Regions from separate parts of the Oryzias latipes genome. Here region 2 is linked to region 1. The links are chromatin contacts, called in public Hi-C maps. All regions are on one chromosome and are shown on one strand. Each heading gives the region's core, a stretch centred on a gene start, on an enhancer-like site or on the middle of the called end of the contact. The rest is flanking DNA. Distances are from core to core; before and after follow the strand shown. Region 1 holds the start of LOC101169428 (E3 SUMO-protein ligase PIAS1). Region 2 holds the start of slc39a1 (zinc transporter ZIP1).

Evidence for each region. A called contact is a pair of places that touch in the nucleus more often than the background predicts.
Region 2: a Hi-C map of embryo shows a contact between it and region 1, with 2.7 times the contacts expected there. The contact joins the promoter of slc39a1 here to the promoter of LOC101169428 in region 1. A contact is called at or near these places in 2 of 5 Hi-C or Micro-C datasets (embryo and fibroblasts).

What each region holds. Positions count from the first base shown.
Region 1 is chr3:12,503,246-12,505,945 of ASM223467v1, forward strand. It overlaps LOC101169428 (E3 SUMO-protein ligase PIAS1), which reads right to left and starts at 1,423. Exons shown (of 13, transcript XM_023953063.1): 1 at 1,237-1,423. The coding sequence starts at 1,260.
Region 2 is chr3:12,716,964-12,719,663 of ASM223467v1, forward strand. slc39a1 (zinc transporter ZIP1) reads left to right here and starts at 1,338. Exons shown (of 4, transcript XM_023953098.1): 1 at 1,338-1,602. The coding sequence starts at 1,488. tmem208 (transmembrane protein 208) reads right to left here and starts at 431. Exons shown (of 6, transcript XM_023953097.1): 1 at 262-431. The coding sequence starts at 267.

The sequences.
Region 1 (2,700 bases), core at 173-2,672:
TGCAACAGGAACACAAAATCAAGAAAAGGGGTTCCTAATTTCAGCCTTTTCTATTTTCAGGACTTTGGGTTTCCTGTGTGAACAGTATCTGTGTGGTTTAGACAAACTGTGACGTTCTGACGGACTTCTCCCTTTCTCTTGCCATACTGTGATTAAAAAAAAAGAATTTGAACTGCAATCCCAGCTTCTGGAAGGAGGATTGAACATTGACAAGATGGGCAAAACCCTGCAGAATTCCAAGCTGGGAAGCTTTGTTCCACAAGCACACCGGGCTTGTCAACTGAAGCACAAAAACCCAGCAGCAGTTGTGTTGTCTTCTTTTCACAGTGTGCGGCGGAACAGCAGCACCTGGCTCAGACTGAGCAGCATGTATGGATCGGCAGATTCTGTGCAGCCAGTGGAAACACACAGGGGAAGCGTCTATAAATAGCGCAGGTTTGGGATCGATACCTGCTGGATGGATGTGCTCTGAGAAATTACTCGAAATCAAGAGTCAGAGTGTCCAGCTGCGCGGCTCGTGACGGCCGCTCGCCGTATAACCGGATCGCGGAGCTGATAGCGGCTAACGGAGGCACCGTTACACGGAGAGACGGGTTTTAATAGGCGAGCATCAACAGGTAGTCTCTCTCTCTCTCTCTCTCTCTCTCAGGTCAGATCGACCCGGCGGGAGACTTTACCTGCAAACAAGCACGCGCTCACCTCGGATTCAAAAAAAGAAAGAAAAAAAGTAGGGTTTGTGTGACAAACTTAGTCCTGCCCAAAGAATATAAGATATGGTTGTTTTTTGTTGTTTGTTTTTTAAATCTGCATTCGCGGGCATGGCGCCGCTGTCATGATGTGTAAACCGCGGCTCAGTCAGACGATATTTTGATTGAAATGTTGCTTTATTAAGGAGCACTCGTTTTCTTCGTAGCGTGTGTGAGTTTTGTTTTGTTGTGTTTGTTTTTTCCCCACAACAGAAGGAACTGTGGTAATAAATACAAAAGCGGCAGCCGCCCCCAAACGAGCTGCGGGGCTCTAACTAGCGCTCCTCACATTTAAACATAAACATGCTGATGCTCGGGCGAGAGCTGGCGCTCGCCAATTCAAAAAAGTTAATGCTGCTTTTGGCTCGTAAATCCAACATCTGGCAAGATTTCACAACCCCGTGGATAACTGTACCTAAAAAGTGGACGACACAGCCGGCGCCTGCATCATAAGCGGGTTAATTTGTGATGATTTAAGGCTGCGCCTTACCTTCAGTTCCGCACTCTCCGCCATCTTCTATGGATTTGCGCAGGCGTTGTGAGGTGTTGTCACGTGACTGGGACGCACAGATCGGGTGGTGAATGCGCATGCGTATGATCACAAAACGAGAGGAAAGTATGGATAATTTTGTAATTACCTTGATCCATCAGCAAATCATAATGATACTTGTTTTGTTTTGTTTTTCCTGAATTTTTGTTTCAGTTTTATTTCCCATTTATTTAGTTTGAAGGAAAGTAAACTAAGAATAAGGTCTACCTGACATAACCCTAAAAATAAGCTCTGGATTCCTAATTTGTGTAATTATTTTTGTTGTTGTTCAGTAATTACAAATTGCTTTTTTGTTAATTCACCTAATTTTGATTGTTTTGTCGTGTTTAGCTGTTAAATAAAAAATGACCTAAGTTAGCAAAAATAGATTAGAATGTATTATAAAATGATCAGCAGTTAAAGTGTTTCAGTTTGAAAACCTTTTGTGCTTGAGAAAAAAAAACAGTTTATTTAATTGTATAAACAGAAGTTAAACTCCAGACAGAGCCAAAGATCATGACAAAATATTATTAAGTTAACTGAGGTAGACCCACAGCAAGTAATACACTTAAAGGTAATTTTATTAAGTAGAAGTATTGTAAGTATACTATTGACCATGTACTAGATGAATACTTTTTCAGACTAAATTGACACATAGGAAGTTTACAATATGTAAACTTAGCACAAAAATAAAGGACATTTGTGTTTATTCAAATTATGTTTGGGTTTATTGTTGTAACGATTCTCCTTAGAAATAGAATGTGTCAGTTTAATAAGTATCTTTTTTTCCCTATAAATAGTCCACATTTGACAGGACTTTGCATTTGGGAAGAGCAGCAGAGCTGGGTTTGCAGGTTGCACCCATGAATAATGAGCCAAAGCCTCTCTGCCAATGACAAACAGCTTATATTACGGTTGCTATCTTCTCTTGTTCTGAGATCTGGTAGCCTCAGGTGCTGCCAGTCAAGGAGTTGGCATCACCTGTGAGCCTGCCGCTCTGCTACAGTGGTCAATATGTTTCTTCTCCAAGAATGAGAATGCATCATTTGACTATTCTGGATAGTGCCCATGAAAAAAAAAAGGCAAGTTTAAGATAAAGTACAACAAAACCAAAGAGGATGGACCAAACACGTAAAAAAGTAGAATAAGCTGTAAGGCAAAGAAGGCTGGACACAAATAAAGAGCTCTGCTGATCATCTAATGCACGTTTCTCACAGATGTGACATCATTTAAAAAGGATATAAACAAGCATTTCAGTGATATTAGATTTACAGCAACAAAACATAATTTTTTTAATTGAAAAAATACACTAGTAAACACAAAATCCTTAAGAAGTGGGGGCAGTTTAGAAATGCAAAACAACTATCCCCCCACTTTTGTACTCTGCACGATGAATCTGCAAGCTTTGTACAAAGGGTTACAAGG
Region 2 (2,700 bases), core at 88-2,587, 210 kb after region 1:
TCATCATGTGCTTTAGAAGCTTTACTTTGTAGAAAAACAGCAACTAACTTATTAATTTCCTGACAGATCAGAAAGTACCTGAAGCACCTCATGAATAACCTCAGTGCTCCTCTTTCTAGGAATGAATGGAGAAATTAATGCTGCGGTGAGTCCCGACGAACAGGAGCACCAACCACCACCACAGGCAGCAGGTGCTGGGGAAACTTGAAAGTTCGTGTCACTGTGAACCAGTGGTTTGTACTTTAGTGTCTGTTTTCTCACCGCCATGATCTCTCTGCTGTTAATCTCTTCCGCAGCGTCTTCTGATTCCCCACCGTCTCCACAGCTCGTCACGCTCCACCATCAAAAAAACAAAAAAGCATCTAACTGGGCACCGACATTTCTTTAAACACATCAGCATTCAGAAGCTTTACTGTTCCGGCGCATGAATATGTCGTCATCACCCCGCTCTTCAAAAAAGTTTTATCATAAAACCCGTGAACATGGCGCCATCTGCTGACCGTCGTCATTTAAATACATATAAGCAGAAAAGGAATTTTATTTTATTTTACTTTACTAATGATATTCAGGCAGCCTAATAAAAGATAAAAAGAAAGAAATTCAAGGAAATATAGGTATACAAATGAGAGGGGGACATTTTTATAATTAAACACCAGACGTTTCATATTATGGAGTCCTATACTGTTCATAATTAAACAAATAAATATGACCTCATGCAAATACACATTCAACCAATTAATCTGTCATAAACATATAAGAAGATCATGAAATTGTGAAAAACCTGCACACTGATTTTAAATTAGCCATTATATTATCAAATATATTTCATTTTGCTTTAAAAACCTGTTCATTATTTTAAAACAGCATTTTAAAATATTCATTTTAATCAATGCTGAATATTATTATAAGTCTATGTCTTTTTCCAGACCCTTCAAAATCAATATTTTCCAAAGTACTTTGTTTTTATTTCACATTGCTTTTTTTCAGAATGACTTATTTATTTCATGAAGAGCTCTTTCAGCAGAATGTCCCAGAATTGTCCCAGTGTTATGTATTATTATTATTATTATTATTATTATTATTATTATTATTATTATTATTATTATTATTATTATTATTATTATTGATGTAGATATTATTAATAGTAATATTAATGTTAATAATAATGTTAATGTTCGTGTTATTGTTATTATTATTATTACTATTAATATTTATTATTATTATTATTATTATTATTATTATTATTATTATTATTATGTAGTTTAAGTGTTTACGTTCAAAAAGCAAAACAAAAACTTGCAACAGACTCTTTTTGACCCTTCGCGCTCGCTGTAGGTTCATTCTGAAAAAAACAACACCAACAGCGGTAGCTCTCCTCGCCTCAGTGAGGTTTTCGTTGCCCACTCGTGATGTCGTTGGTGTGTTGACAGGCTTCACATGTTTTCCCTGCTGGGTGGCAAACCTCACTCGTACTAAAAACTGAAAAAATGGAATACCTCCTTCAAGTAAAAATCGGAGCTTTGATCGGTTTGCTGTTGTTAACTCTTCTTTTTGGATTCATCCCTGCTAAAGTCAAATGGTTCAGGCAAACAAACGGATCAGGTAGGTGAATGTTTTTTTTTTTTTGGTGTACATATTGGTAGCTATTAACGGATTTGTTAACTTTGTATCTACAGTTTTGATCGTTGTCATCCAAACATGAAAAATTTCTCTGAACTTCATGAGCTTTCCACGTCGAAAAGCTAACGTTTTGTTTTTGGATTGCTATTTTTTTTAAATATATATTTAAAACCTGTAAAATCACTATTCTGCGTTGTTTTAATTGTTCCATTCAGATAATCGTTTCCCAAATCTTTAAATTAAAATACATTTGGGCGTATAAATAGTTCCAAGATACATAAATTACACGATTAAACAGCATTATATTTACTAATCATTTCCCTTAAAGATTACTTGACGTCGACAATTGTTCCTGATTGAATCAAACACGGTTGGGAAATAGGAAGGGGTGAAGAGATAACGAAAGCACTGATAAATCAACTTTTGGGGCGGCTTCTGATTGCCTGTGGAGGTGATGTGATTAAAAGCTCTTGACTGTTCTCATTTGACTGAGAAGCTGATCGATCGCCTTTAGTCTCGCTCCAAGTCCTGGCAGAAGTCACGTGATCATGAGGGTGAAGCCCGAGGCGGAAAGCTCTCAGAACACGTGATCACATCAAAATCATTGAGTTCAAACCAGATGGAGAACATAAGACTGATTGTATAGAAGTGAAAGCATCGTTTTTTTCTGCTACATCCGTGTTTTTATGAAGCTCTGACTCATGCTGACCTCTCTACTCCAGTCACATGATTCTCAATTGGTAAACGAACTTTTTTGTATTGTTTTTTTTTTTATTGTTGTAATTAACAATCTTAAATACACAACATATCATATATTCTCTATTATGTGACAACTAATTAATAAAAAGAAGTAAAAAAATCCTTTTATTTTAGTTTATATCTTCTTTTTTTAACCAGACAGTGTCATTGAGATTCCTCTTTTTTAATGGACCAAGAGGCCCATGCAACACCAACAACAAAAAGTTCATACTAAGTAGACCAATAATTTGTTCAAAGAATAGGTAAAGCTACAAACAGTGATAAGCCAATGATTGCATTTCCATGTCTTTCAAAGGACATGAGTCTTAAACACACAGGAGT